Regions from separate parts of the Mus musculus genome. Here region 1 is linked to region 2. The links are chromatin contacts, called in public promoter capture Hi-C maps. All regions are on one chromosome and are shown on one strand. Each heading gives the region's core, a stretch centred on a gene start, on an enhancer-like site or on the middle of the called end of the contact. The rest is flanking DNA. Distances are from core to core; before and after follow the strand shown. Region 1 overlaps Usp15 (ubiquitin specific peptidase 15). Region 2 overlaps Mon2 (MON2 homolog, regulator of endosome to Golgi trafficking).

Region 1 (7,224 bases), core at 2,971-5,470, 69 kb after region 2:
TGCTAGCTAAGAATAACAGGTCATGCCCTAGCACTTAGCAAGTTGAGGTTAGCCTGGACTACACAGTGAGCCCATGGTTGGTAAAAATAATCCAGTTCTTACCCTGAACTGAATTTAGTTCTACAACTAGGTTATCATACACTTCGAATGTCACTGGCAAACTTCCTTCCAACTTTGATAAATCATTGCATTTCTATCTTAATAAGGAACTCCAGTCAGGTTTTACTAATTCTATTCAAATATTTCACACGCTCCTTCTCTTTTGAGCAGAGTAATTTAAGTCCGTAAATCACGCTGTCAGCCTCGTGTAGCCTTTCTGCCGACTCAGTACCTTCAGTCTCCCTTGCTCTCATGATACCAGCGAGCTATGAAGATAGAACACACGGTGCTATTACACTATCTGCCAAGCAAGCACCCGAGAGCCGCTCAAGTTGAAGGTGAGAGCAGTTACGATACCACGTTCTTTCCCAAGCGCTAATCTGACCTGCAGGCTAATCCCGTCCCCACATCCTGATCTCTCATGCCTCACACTGGCAATGGCACCCTTGCCAGGCCTCCTGGGCTTCTCAGGTTTCAGGTGAGCTTGTGCTTGGTGACGCTTACTTAACTTACATATTCGTAGGAGCAGGGGAAGGCCAAGCATTGTGTTTAGACTGAAATTTTCCGTACTTCCTTACTTCCTCCAGCACAGTCAACCCCTTTCTGTCTCTGTCATATGATGATGTTAATTTGTCTGTGTCCGGGTTGTTAAGGGGTAGAGACAGTGAAATGCATGGCTGTTCAGAATGGAACTAGGCTGTGCCGGACACACATACTCAAGTGTTCCTTGACTAAATGAAGACTCATGTGAAAGCAACAACAACATTAACTTCATCCTTGAATTCCTGATGTGCGGCTGCCTCACTGCCTGGGTTCCGGGACTAAGGAGTGTAGCACTAAGTCTGGCTTATGCGGTGTGGAAACGAATGGCCTCTATCAGCCAAACCTGAACAAGATACATTTTGATGTGAAAGGCAGGATTAGGACAGTTCATTTTCAGATGTTGGGCGGAAGGATCAGAGAAACAGAACTGAAGTGTGGGATTCGTACACAGATGGGAGGTGCTAAAGCGGCCATTTACCTATTTTTAAAAGCTAGTATAGCATTCAACTTATTGCCTAGGTATGTAGGAAGGTGTTACCACGTAGGCTTGTGTAAGGACATTCGGTACAATGGCATCATTGTTTCAGAACACTACAAGCTATGAGACTGTAGAGCAGTCACAAATACACGCTGGGTGAACAGGAGGGAAGAGAGACAAGTTATTTTTGACCTGTTTGTTTCACAGAGTAAATCTGTGCCAGTAGATGGGTTCAGAATCTTATTAATTTGCTTTAAGAACGTGAATCCTTGAAATATTATAAACACTACTGTCTACTCTTTAGTATTTAATCTGGAAACACAGGCGTCAGTTAGCATTTCTAGTATCATGGACACCTGTATTGGAAACACCACAAGGAAATGTTACTACCTCTCTTTCTAAGTAAGGAAAAAAACCCCAAACATTCAAAAATTTACATGTCTAGGTTTTTTGTTACATGTATAGCTATTCTGTCTGCTGTGTACCCTGTGCAAGTCTGATGCTGTGGAGGCCAAGAGGACAGCAGATTTGGAATTAGAATACCAGGCTACACCGTGGGTTCTGGGAAAGGTGCCCGGGTCCTCTGAAGAGCGGTCAGCGTTCACCTCTGAGCCATCTCTTCAGCCTTGTTACATTTCTTACTCTTTATAATATTGTAATAACTAAAATTCAGGGAAGGACAAACCTCTATGGAATAACTGTTTTCTTTTTAAAACACACCATAGTCAGCTTCTATCAATCAATTCTGTCAATAAAAATGTGTTGTTGTTACATAAAACAAACACCAGTGCAGAGAGAGAACAGCTGACCAGTTTCTCTACTGAGAATGCGAAAGTGACAGTGGATCAGGGCTAACCTCGTAGAGTGACACATGACCAGAGAATCTGTAAATTCTTTTACTCACTCATGAGCTGTCACGTGCTGTCAAGCTTAAAAGACTCCTGACTAAAACTCACAGGCTCTAGCACCCCAACCACAGTAGCCAATGTCTGAGAGCTCAGGGCTACTCCCCTTTCTCCCGAGGAAAACGACTCCCCTAAGAAAGTTGTTCACAGTGTGACTTTGTGCTGAGAAAATTCTCAAGATTAATTTCCAAACAAGCAATTTTCTGTGTCTTGAAGTCAAAATGAACACCGTTTGCAACAAGCTGCTAGAGTATGGGACACAGTGTTCTGATGACCCCCTTCCTCTTATTTTCGGAGACAGGGTTCCTCCGTGTAGCCTGGGCTGTCCTGGAACTCACTGTGTGGATCAGGCTGGCCTCAACAGGCATGCGCTACCATGCCTGGCCCTGGTACATGAGCACATTCCAGCCCCAGTCTTCCCTTCTGTTTACTTACATGTCTTCCTAAGAGGCTGACCCCATGACTTCAGAAACTGAAGACATACTTACCACGATTTGGTCTTCAGATGCAGTGGAGACGCTACTGTCATCGAAATAGTACCACTTCCCATCATCTTTGTTTTTTGCAAAAGCAGTATCTAATGAAAGAATACAGTTACTTCTTGACTGGAACCCTCACAACTCTGTGATCGCATGCCTAAGAAATATTTACTAGAGGCATGATAAACATCTGTAAGAGGTAGTGTACATTAACCTGATGGTAAGTATCTTCACGAGGGTAGAACACACTCATGTGATGAGAAGTATCTATATAAAACTAGAACACATTCAAGTGATTTGACAAAGCCTTTGAGAATCATTTCTAGCAAATTTAAATACTTTTTTTTTCTAAGTTGAAACGTGTGACATTTTTCAGAGGAAGAAAAACTATGGTAAAATAATAATATAAATAATTTTTAAAAAAAAATTCACATAAAAATATACCAGTGGTAATTAGAGATAGTTCCATTTATGTAGTGGTTATGTAAGCAGGTGCAATACTGTGCACTGCATCCACATTCAGGCACCACCCCGATTCTCACTGGAGAACTAGGAACCTTAGGCTTCCAGAGGACAGTTTGCTCCAGGCAGTGGAGCTGTTACTCAGGCTGGGTCTGATGCCTAAGTCCAGCATCTTTATTCCTTAAGTTCCTATGACATTTTCCTTTCTGACAACCTTGCTCAGTCACCTGTGGCTCTTACACACTAGGATTTCCCTGCCTTTAATAGAGTACAGAACAGGGAAAGATGACAAGTGGTACTTTTTACTCCATGCTTCGTATAAAGGATGCTCAAACCCCCATGTGCTACCAGAACACGCTCCGACCATAGCTGTACACATACACATTAACCATCAACATTCCGAGGTGCTGAGGAACAGGGTGGCATGACAGCTTCCCCTGGGGAGCCTTCAGCCATTTTCCCTCCTTGCAACCACACAGATTCACAGTAACCAGCCGTGAACATCTTCTGTCTGTGTTCCCTCTAGGATCCTGCATGCAACAGCCTCACGTCTTTCGTTCTGTATCCCTTCTTAAATCTGCTCAGCGGCGTGAGGCCTAATGCATGTGCTGAGCTTGTCAGTCTGAACTCAAGAGAACTGCAGAGTAGACAGCGCACCCACAGAAGGAATATTCTCAGTCTTAAAGAAAATGAGAAAACTGTGAGATAGACTAAATAAAGAATTTCGTAACCCTCTTTGAAAATCTTAGCAAGCTAGACCCGTGGAGAGGGTGATTATAAAGCAACAGTGAGACAAGAATGATAAAGCCAACACACAGCCCAACAGCAACTATGAAGAGCCAGTCCTAGGTAAGCCGGAGTGGGGTGCAGAGGGTAGCCTTTCACAGAGGTAACAATGTCCAGATGTAGGCAGCAACAACAACAACAACAAGAGAAGACTGACAGTCCATAATGACACGAGACAGAAAACCCACGGGTCAGGCCCAGATGTAGGGATATATTCTAGTAGACTTGTTGGGATAGTTACTGTCCATATTGTTCTGGTGATTTCAGAAAGAAAAACAAAAGCAATGTAGCTTGTTTTGGGACGATAGATTTGATTTCAAAGTGAAGTAATATATATAAAAAAGACTATTTCACTTATGACTGAAATCGTTAAGAACTCTACTCAGTTAATGCAATCAAGCGGGCACTGAGAAGGATAAAACGATGACCACGGGAATGGCAGTCGTCTGCCCAGTGCAGTGTGAGCTGGCACAGGCAGCCTCAACTCCCATCCGCTCGGCACGCACGCTCACTGTGTGAGGAAGCGGCACTATGGACAGCTCAGAGGCATCCTTGGATAACAGACCATAAATACTGACTCGTTTTCAGTCTTACAGTAGTAGAGCGTTAAGTGTAATTTGGAGTGGAAAGATAAATGCCATAATTGTAATCATAAAAAGCAAAAGATTAAATAACAAGAGGAAGTTATTGAGATCAACAGTACCTATTGCTTAACAAATAAATATACATGGTTTCAAAGTACGCAGGGCTGCAGAGATGGCTCAATAGTTAAGAGCACTGGCTGCTTTTTCAAAGGTCCAGAGTTCAATTCCCAGCAACCACATGGTAGCTCACAAACATCTACAGTGAGATCTGGTGCCCTCTTCTGGCCTGCAGGCCTACAGGCATACAGAACACTGTGTACATAGTAAATAAATCTTAAAAAAGAAAAGAGTTGCAGAAGAGCACAGCTGCAGATACCTGAAAAGGAGCGAGGCTGATGGGTGGGAGGGACAGGACCTTAGACAGACAGCATGTGCCTTCCTGGCCTTCAGCTGAAGGGCATTAACTATTCCTATATAGAACTGGCTTTTAAAATACAAGCTATACAGGTGATTCATTCACCTAAGACTATTGAACAATGATTATAAGCAAGATTCATTTGACATTTTATTTACTTAAAAGTACTGACTATGTTACAGGAAAAAGTACATGAAAAGGTTAAAATGTAAAATGTCAACTTACAATGTCCTCCTCCCATCCCTCCATAGTGGTTGGAAACAGCAATCAAATTATAGCGGCAAGGACCTGCATTTGGGTTAATTAGGAATTCTGACATATCCAAGTCACTGTTAAAAAGGAAATCAGAGGTTAAGGCACACTTTAAAAGTGATGAAATATTTCTCTTCTAAAGCAATAAATAGTGTCTTCTGCTAATACTGACTCTCCTATATGTATTCATGCATGTGCATTAATACAACAACATCAGCAACAAACACACATACCTCATAGAAGAAATTACCCAGAGATAATTTACCAAATGAATTGGACATGTACCCTTGAAATTTTAGTGTTTAGGGGTTAATAATTCAACACTGAATGTTATTCTGATTGATGTTTTCATGATTCCACATTAATTTTCAGTGTTCCAGAGAAAAAAATTAAAATGAAAAGTAAAAATCAACTTTCTTAGTAATACCCATAAATTAAAAACTTTGAGAGAACCCCCTGCAGCTGCTTCTGTAACCCAGTATACCCTCTAACTGCACAGTGCTCCCTGCTCACAGACTCACAGACGAGGTGGCTCCATCCAGTCACAACTGGTTAGACACAGAGACCAACGGGCCAACCGTGGGGTACTTGTTTCCACTTAGTGCATTTACAATCCAGCCCTCCACTTAAATCTCAGGAAGATCATGGCAGGGGAGGGAAAGACTGTAAGAGATTGTGTCTTATAACGACAACGACAGGGGTGGTAGTGCTGGGGAAATGGATCAGCATGAGAGACCATCAGCTGCTCTTTCACAGGGTCCAGGTTCAATTCCCAGTCCCCACACGGCAGCTCTGGCCTCTGCAGTCACTGCACACATGTGGCACACAGGCCTAGGATGCAAACCATCTACAAAGTAAAACTAAATCTCAAGAAAAAAAGAGGACAGGAAGGGGGTGATGTGTACAGGAGAGGGTAGACTGCAGGAGTTGGGAAGAGTCTTGAAGTGATCAAATACATTGTGTTACATTTTCAAAGTATTAGTAAAAATATTAAAATGTAGGGTTTTTATCCTATGCTTCGTAGTCTGCATGACTCATACACTAGAAATGGGCAGCATCTTTTGAATGCAACATACTGTTCATTATCTATTGTGTATTAAGTCAAGAACAAAACCACCTTGTTTCTGGGCATCACTCTTTTTTTTTTTTTCCAAGACAGGGTTTCTCTGTGTATCCCTGGCTGCCCTCGAACTCAGAAATCCGCCTGTCTCTGCCTCCCGAGTGCTGGGATTAAAGGTGGGCGCCACCACCGCCCGGCTTCTGGGAATCATTCTTATGCTTGCATCATTAAAAGGTAATAATGTTTCTCAATTTTAAATATACTGCTATTGAATCTAGCTTTCCAATACTCACACTGTTAAAATGATATACTCTTGAAACATTATGGCTCAGTATTTTAAGATAAAAATGCCTTATTTGAGTTTCTAGACAGCATGGTCTTGAACACATTCGTGACCCAGTGCTTCAAGGATGGTGTAGAGGTGCACACTTACCCACTCAGCCCTAGCCCTTTCGCCCTCAATGATTGCAAAATGTTTTCAATCAATAAATATCAGTAAAATACTGAGTCCGTTAACTCTCTTCCCATTCGCATTCCCGCTATCCTTCCGACTGTCTTTGCTAATATACATGCCATTGGCATGCCTACTACTTTACACAGGGTGAAAGACACTGTCATGTCCTCTTACACACACCATAGTGTCCTGCTCTAATAATAATAATAAGTTAGTGTGGGAGGCAAATAATGCTAACTGTTCACCTTCTCAATTTCCAATTTTGTGTAGTAAAAACCAACCAACCAACAAAACCCCAGACACGCTGGCTGGCCTCAGAGTTTTGAGAATTAACTCTGTTGTGCCCTCAGACTGTCCTCTCTTCACGCATCACCATCTGAGAAGGATGCCAAAGATAGCATCTGATGGTGCAGTCTAAGCCTTCCCTGATACTTTTGTATCATTTTAGTTTTTTTCTAGAAAAGCATATTTAGGAGTGACTGATGGATAATAAAATAATTATTAGGAAAACATAGAGCCACTAAGCCAACAAAGTATCTTATAAATGGTACTGTAACGTAAGGTAATTCAGTACAGACTGAGTTACAACGTATCTTTAAAAAAAACACAGACAAAAAAACATTTCCTTTGGTCCATGAAAAATAAAATCTCTTATGAAAAAATATTGTGAAATACTAATTCTAATAAATTATTATAACTACTCAAAA
Region 2 (7,183 bases), core at 801-3,300:
TCAGAAAGCAGGAGCTGATGCTGAGGCCATGGAGGGATGTTACTTACTGGCTTGCTTCCCCTGGCTTGCTCAGCCTGCTCTCTTATAGAACCCAAGACTACCAGCCCAGAGATGGTCCCACCCACAAGGGGCCTTTCCCCCTTGATCACTAACTGAGAAAATGCCTTACAGTTGGATCTCATGGAGGCATTTCCTCAACTGAAGCTCCTTTCTCTGGGATAACTCCAGCTGTGTCAAGTTGACACAAAACTAGCCAGTACAATGATGTTCTCTAACCTGAGCTCAAGCAACTCTTCTTCCCCAAGTTACTTGTAGACATGGAGTTGACCAAAAGGAACCTAATCAGGACACCGAGGGGTCACCTGTCTCTTCCCACACTGAGCATAAGCCAGTACACACTTGGTCCCACCCTCCTCACGAGGGTACTAGCGATGCGCCTCAGGTCCCCATGCTGGTACGGCAAACGCTTTGCTGACAGAACCATCTCCCAAGCCCCAGTTCTTCTTCTTTAGTATGTCAAGTGGTATCAGTGTATACATTTTAAATATAGTTATTACAAGAATAACTGGATAGCAAGAAACCAGATGGAACTGCACACAAGCACTCCACTTAGTAGACAGGGCCTGGAAGAATGAAAGCTGTTATGCTCTAGAACACCAAGGTAACATCTAGGAAGGATGAACACCCAGAGCCACCTACGACAGTGTGCAGACTGAGTCTGCAGACATCTCTCTTTATCAACTAGCCTTCCTTTAAAGCACAGACATTATGAAACAAAGTTGGCCCTGGTGGCATTTAATCCTAGCACTCAGGAGGCAGGGGCAAGCACATCTCTGTGAGTTTGAGGCTAACCTGGTCTACATAGCAAGTTCCAGGCCATCCAAGGCCACATAGTGAGACTTTATCTCAACAAACAAACAAGTTCAAAACACTCCTAGAGGATAAACTATGAGCTGAGGACTGTATTATGTTGCTTTCTGTTCTACAGAAATATTTCATGATTTTATATTCCAAAGAGGATGGGAGAAGGGAAGAAAGTAAAAATTAGCTAGGAAACCTCATGTGGTATTAAGTGCTCAAAGAAGGGTTTTGGCCACTTATGAGACAGGCCCGAGCTGTTTGGTTTCCTAACAATGCATACAGGTAGCTTCAAAACAGGAGAACTGAGGAGCAAACATGGAGAAATTCCGAAGCCGACACAATGAAGGCACCGCCCGCCCTTCCTTTCACATCCCTTCTCGACACAGCTCTACGGCTGCTCTTCTCCCACTCAGCATTCCTCACTAAACTCAGCCCAGCCACAGGCTGGCTAACGGATGTCCTCTCATCTGGAGGGACTAACTCACAAGGATGACCACCACAGTAACTGTGGAGAAGTGACTTGTGCTTCACTCCAATGGCTCTAGGCGTCTATCTTTTAATCAGCTTATTCAAACACTACCTCAAAACATTTATAAACATCAATTAAATGGGTTTCTTACCTTGGAAAGTGCCTCGTCATGAACTACCGTGTTGGTTGTTAAAAGAACAAGAACTGTTTGAAGCAGCTTAAGTTCTTCAAGGCTGTTTTCCATTAGCTGCCAAAGCATGTTAATTATGTTTCCAGCAGCAGTCTGTGAATCAGAGGACGGCACACAAAATCAACTCAGATCTGAGAGATGATGGAGATTCACAATAATACTATTTATTTTCCACCATCAAGTGAGATACAAACAAAATACTTACATTAATGAGTAACTATCAATTCAAATAATCTACACTTTAAAATATGAATTATATTCTGTAACTATTCTATGACACTGAAAACTTGATTCTAAAATCAGTGCCTGTACTATGAACTCTGCCTTAGATTACAAGTAGCTCACTGGAGTGCAGTTCATCTTTAATGTTAGCTTCATTTTTAAGTTACTCTTCTTTCGTAAAACTACCTCCCAGGAGGAATCAGGAGGAATCAGGCTCACTTCAATCTTCTCATGAACACTACTGACGTAACTCTTAACAAGCAATTCAGATAAAATCTTCAACCTACCTCAGACACCACTTCATGGGACATGAGTCTCTGGATGGCGGCCAAACACAACTGTGTGATCTTTGGTTCCTTGGTCCCACACCCCATTAGGAAAGGCTGCACGACCTCTGAGCTGTTCTCTTTCAATGCTTTATTCAGAAAACACAGCAGATGATTTACTGATCGATGCATGGTGAGGAACGTTTGTCTACGTACTTAGAACCTATGACAATTCTTTTTATGTAAAGTAAATATCCAAACAGAAACAAGTCATAAGAATTCAGGGGATTCAGATGTACAGTCTTTACTCAACTGCAGGAGTCCCAGGCTTTCTCTAACATGGGATTCTGGGTACAAGTTCAGAAATTAACATTTCTTCATATTATACAAGAGTAAAATAAACAAGAATTCATATTACAGAGCAGAAAGTGGTTCAAATTGTATGTACATCATGCCTTCCATAGTTCATAGGTGCCCTACATTATTTTTATATGCTGTGAATGTTTATAACACTAATTTCTTCAGGAAGTAAACACAATTCTTAGACAACAATAGCATTCTTCCTGTTATTACAGAAAGGGCATTTTAAATTAAGTACTAAATATACAAACTTTTACTCCTAACCTTAATTCTACCGACTCTCGACATTTTAAAGTAGTGATAATAATTAAATTCAATTGAACAATTCATTTATAACATAAAATTTAAAAATTGCTTAAAGGCAAAATAGATTAAAAAAAAGTTTGTCGCTTTCAGAGAAACGAAATAAATAGCATGGAATTTTAAGTAAAGGGAACATTAAAGTTAGGAGTTTGATAGCCTTTTTCAAGGAAATAAAACTCATTCATTAACTACAGGAATATCTGAGTCAGAAAATAATTTTTCAGAAGAACTTAAAAGAAAATCATTCATAATCATGACTGAAGGTAAAAAGACCACCTCAGCCATTGTTTCCTTCTTATCGTGTTTACAGTGCCAGATATGAATTTCCTCTTATGGATCAGGCCCCAATTCCAACCAGAGAAGAGCTGATTTTACCCATAACACTCACACCACTCTTGCCCAGAGAGGTGGGTGTCTCATGCCTGGCAGCCTGGCCTTGTGGACTGTAGGAGTCACAGGGAGGGGTGTGAAACACAAGTGCCATTTAGGGAAGGGCACGTCACTCTGACCATCTGTAACCCTCTGTATTATCTTACTACAAATCTCATCATTTCATTTTTCTTTACAGATGGACAAAATTCCACTGTGTATTATGCACCATAATTGTATTATACATCTTGGGCTCTCCCGGTAAATTCAGCCCCTGCTGATGATCTTATTGTCAGGATGCTAAGCTAACTTCTAAATATTTGTGTTTATAACCACAGACAAATGCTACTCACTCCCAGACTCCCTATGCAGAAGACGGGAAGAAACAATGTAAGTAATATAGGGAGAAGATCTGAAATGTGAAATGCCATTTCTGGGCGTGGCACAGCCAGTGCAAATGAGACCACACAGCATCTGTGGCTTCGGTGCAAGAGCCCACAGAAAACTGTACCTGTCAAAAGTCAAGCACAGATTAGGGAGGGTGTGCACATGTCCCTACCCTTCCCTGTTGAAGTACTGATGACTGATGCACTCTGGGCAAGAGCCAGCAATTATTGTCCATTGGGCACCAAGTTCCAAGTCCATGTTCACACAGATAATCTTAAACATACACAAACATACACTCACACACACACGCATGTGCAAGAAATGCAAGGCTTGACTGTTTGAAAGGGAAGCAAAGGGAGGTGGAGAGGTAACCACAACACACTTTACACCAGTGTGGCAGAAAAGTGCAAAGTGAGTGTTTTTTAAAATTTGGTACTGAATATTTAAATCTACTTTATGCCTCCCAAAGTACACACTATGGGATGATAAACTAAGACCACAACTTCCGACAATATTCTGAAGTTACTAATTTAGCACAGCTTAGAGAAGGGAATCACACTGGAAGAGAGAAACAGTGCCCTATTCCCCGACTTTCTAGGGCATGGAAGTTTTAACTCAAACATGGAGAAAATAATTTCACAACAATATTGTAAAACTATTGAAGTAAGCAATTCAAATATTATTTTGGAACTGATATAATTCTGCATGTTATGGAATCATAATGGAATAAAATTAGAAAATAATAAGAGAAATCACAGGAAAGACACAGATGTTTAGAGATCAAACAGCACATTCTTAAATGGCCAGTGGGTAATTAAAATAATCAGGGACAAAATTTTCCTATGATCAAATAAATGATAGTACAAGTTATTCGAGATGCAAAAAACAAAAAGAAAAGAAAAAAAAAAAACAACCAGGACTACAACAACAAAGCTAGCAGTTTCAACTGGAAGTTTATAGTTATGAACGCTTACATGTTAACATCATAAAGATTTCAGATAACTGAACAATGAACTTCAGTGTCCTAGATAAGCAACCGAAACCCAAAAAAGCATATAGGAAGAAATAATAAAGTTCAGAGGAGAATTTAATAGAGAACCAACAAAGCAAAGAAAAACAGGAAAAAAAAAAAACACACTAATAAAGCCAGAAAAAAAGGAATATAAATACCAATGAAATCCAGAATATTATTTGAGAATACTTTGAAAGTACATCTTCCAATAAACTAGAAAATAGTCAAGAATAATATTTGAATATTTGAGAAAGTGTTAAGAACATATACCATAATCCAGTACAGGTCATGCAAGACACAAAGGTATTCAGCATGCATAACCAACAAGCTGAACAGAGCACAGAAACAGGTGACGTCCCAGTGGATACAGAAAGTCTGTGCTGTGCCACGGTGAGCATCCCTCCCTTCATGGCCTAAGTGGGGGGCAGGAGCATGGTTCAACACAGGTGAGGCCGTCACGGCAAGCTTACATAAGGCGCTATGGAGGGGAGGCTGGGAGCTGTCCCTCTATACAAGGAACCAGGCCAGGATGCCCTGTTTTTCCTTTCCATTCCTTGTCAATCAATACAGTTCTCAAAATCTTAGCTAGAACAAACAAACCATGAGAAAGAAAGAAAAGGGATAAAACAGGAAGAAAGAAGTCAAAATATCCCTATTCGCACATGGGAGGATTTTATTCTTAAAACACGACCCTAAATATTCTGCCATAAAACTCAGATGTGGTAGAGAGAGAGCATGCTTCGTTCTCTTCCTGCTCCTATGAGCAGTGCTAGACATCAGGACCGGGCCCTGAATCTCCTCCACCCCTGGCTGCCATCAGCTCTGTGTTTCTTCCAGTTACACGTAATCATGACATATCAGTTTGACAAGTGACAAGTGACACATGAACCTATTTTGACAAGATGGTCTTCATGAGACATCTGAACACAATCATGATTCTGAGGAGACAACGGGGCCAGAGTGCCTGTAGTCCTTTTTCAGACTTTATGATCAGACAACACTCCAAGTGTATACCCAAATAGCATTAGGCTGGCTCTGTGATATAATTCACAGCCTACATTGAGGAAGGGCTCAGTGTTGCCATGTAATATAAACTCTGGCAACAAAAGAAACAACAAAATGCTGGTTCTAGTTCTAGAAAGCTTGTCATTTTAGAAGGGAACTTTCTGGCAAGGAGGGAGCAGGCGAGTGAATGGGATGGAGGGATACAGGAAGCAGAGAGCACAGATGGAGCACAGCTGCCAGCTGTCTTTCTCCTGTGATTCTGAGGAGCTCTTTACTTCCAAGGACGATGTTGCATGTATCCTTTAGGTGTTTAACACCTACACAACTGAAGAGATGGCTCAGCAGTTAATACGCTATTTCAGCTCCCAGTACCCAAACAGAGGCTCAGAACTGCCTGGAACTCTAGTTCCTGGGGATCCAATGCCTACTCCTAGGGCTTCCTGTGCATCAGGCACACACATGGTTCGTATACTGAGATACAGGAAAAATACTCATACATATAAAATTATAAAATACTTTTTTTAAGATATCACAAATACATATATTGATATACTATACCAAAACAAACAGGTAAACTGCTTTTTATGTCATTAAAAAAATTCTGAAGTGTATTTTCTCATTGCTATAGAGACTCTTAGCATTAAGGCTGTGTAGACAGGAAAAGATAAGGAGAACTATGAGGAGCTAACCCAGTCACAGACAGTGATTATGTTTTGCGTGTGTACTGACAATAGTTGAAAGCAGCCATGGTAAATGTAATCACTAGGGTTTGGACTAAGAGTTAGATATTGAACTTTCAAAGATATTACAACTTGATAAGATTTCTTGATAAGCAGAATATAACTTTTATGTTACACATGCCTTCTCGAACTTTAGTAGCTTGTGATCTAGGCTAATAAATCAGTTGTAACACAGAGCAGTCAGAAGTCAGACGAAGGCGTTAGGTTTTGTAATGGAAGCCTTTACATTGTCATCTCTCACTCTCCGTGTGGCATGGAAGGCGGAGGTGCAGGCGTGTGCGTCTGCTCAGGCTGGCATCACCTGGCATAGCCTTTCCAATCATGTCAGCGTTCATGACAGCAGAGAGAACAAAGAGAAGCAGCCATTAAAAGAGGATGCTGAGAAAGGGGCTCCCCTGGGAGCTAAGAGACCACAGCTGACTAGAAACGGGGCTGAGCACCACTAAAGTCGGCTTGAGGGTCTGAATCAAAGGTCCTAACTTTCACCACAACTCTGCATGGTTTCTGAACATACAGAGACATGTAAGAATGCGGTATCCTGGCTCACTGGAGTGTCCTCAATTATTTGGGAACTTTGATATTTGTTATAGGACCAAATTAGTATCCCATAATCTCAAGGCTTATTTAAAAAAAAAAAAAAACTTCTCAGGGAATTAAAATAGTAAAATCTTTCTCAGTCTTAATTGTATTCTGAACTAACTAGGTAATTTAGAAACTATATCCTGACCAGTTTAAAGCTATGTAAGAGCCTTTGATTTTAAAAATGACAAGATATCAGTTAAGTCTCTATATGTAGGTATCAACTGCTATAAATACATCATTAAAAAAATGCTAGGACAAGGCTGGAGAGATGGCTCAGCTGTTAAGAGCATTGACTGCTCTTCTAGAGGTCCTGAGTTCAATTCCCAGTAACCACATGGTGGCTCACATCCATCTGTAAGGGGATCTGATGCCCTCTTCTGGCATGCGGATGTATATGCAACAGAGCACTCATACATT

What was found. Capture Hi-C pulls out chosen DNA fragments and counts their contacts.
Region 1: a contact with region 2 is called in a promoter capture Hi-C map of liver. The contact joins two enhancer-like sites. A contact is called at or near these places in 5 of 484 Hi-C or Micro-C datasets (ECoMG-derived neutrophils, bone marrow-derived macrophages, epiblasts and 2 more) and 3 of 9 other capture datasets (adipose tissue, liver and pancreatic islet).

The regions. Positions count from the first base shown.
Region 1 is chr10:123,116,596-123,123,819 of GRCm38.p6, forward strand. It overlaps Usp15 (ubiquitin specific peptidase 15), which reads right to left. Exons shown (of 22, transcript NM_027604.4): 20 at 4,977-5,080; 21 at 2,514-2,602. Among named protein-coding and RNA genes, the nearest start is that of Mon2, 44 kb to the left of the region's middle. Within about 2 kb of position 4,221, at least 10 of the 459 cell types and tissues checked have an H3K27ac peak or open chromatin away from gene starts, as enhancers often do. A contact at or near this core is called in liver, where this site is marked.
Region 2 is chr10:123,050,156-123,057,338 of GRCm38.p6, forward strand. Mon2 (MON2 homolog, regulator of endosome to Golgi trafficking) reads right to left here. Exons shown (of 36, transcript NM_001163024.1): 3 at 2,030-2,157; 4 at 1,482-1,613. Among named protein-coding and RNA genes, the nearest start is that of Mon2, 23 kb to the right of the region's middle. Within about 2 kb of position 2,051, at least 8 of the 459 cell types and tissues checked have an H3K27ac peak or open chromatin away from gene starts, as enhancers often do. A contact at or near this core is called in liver, where this site is marked.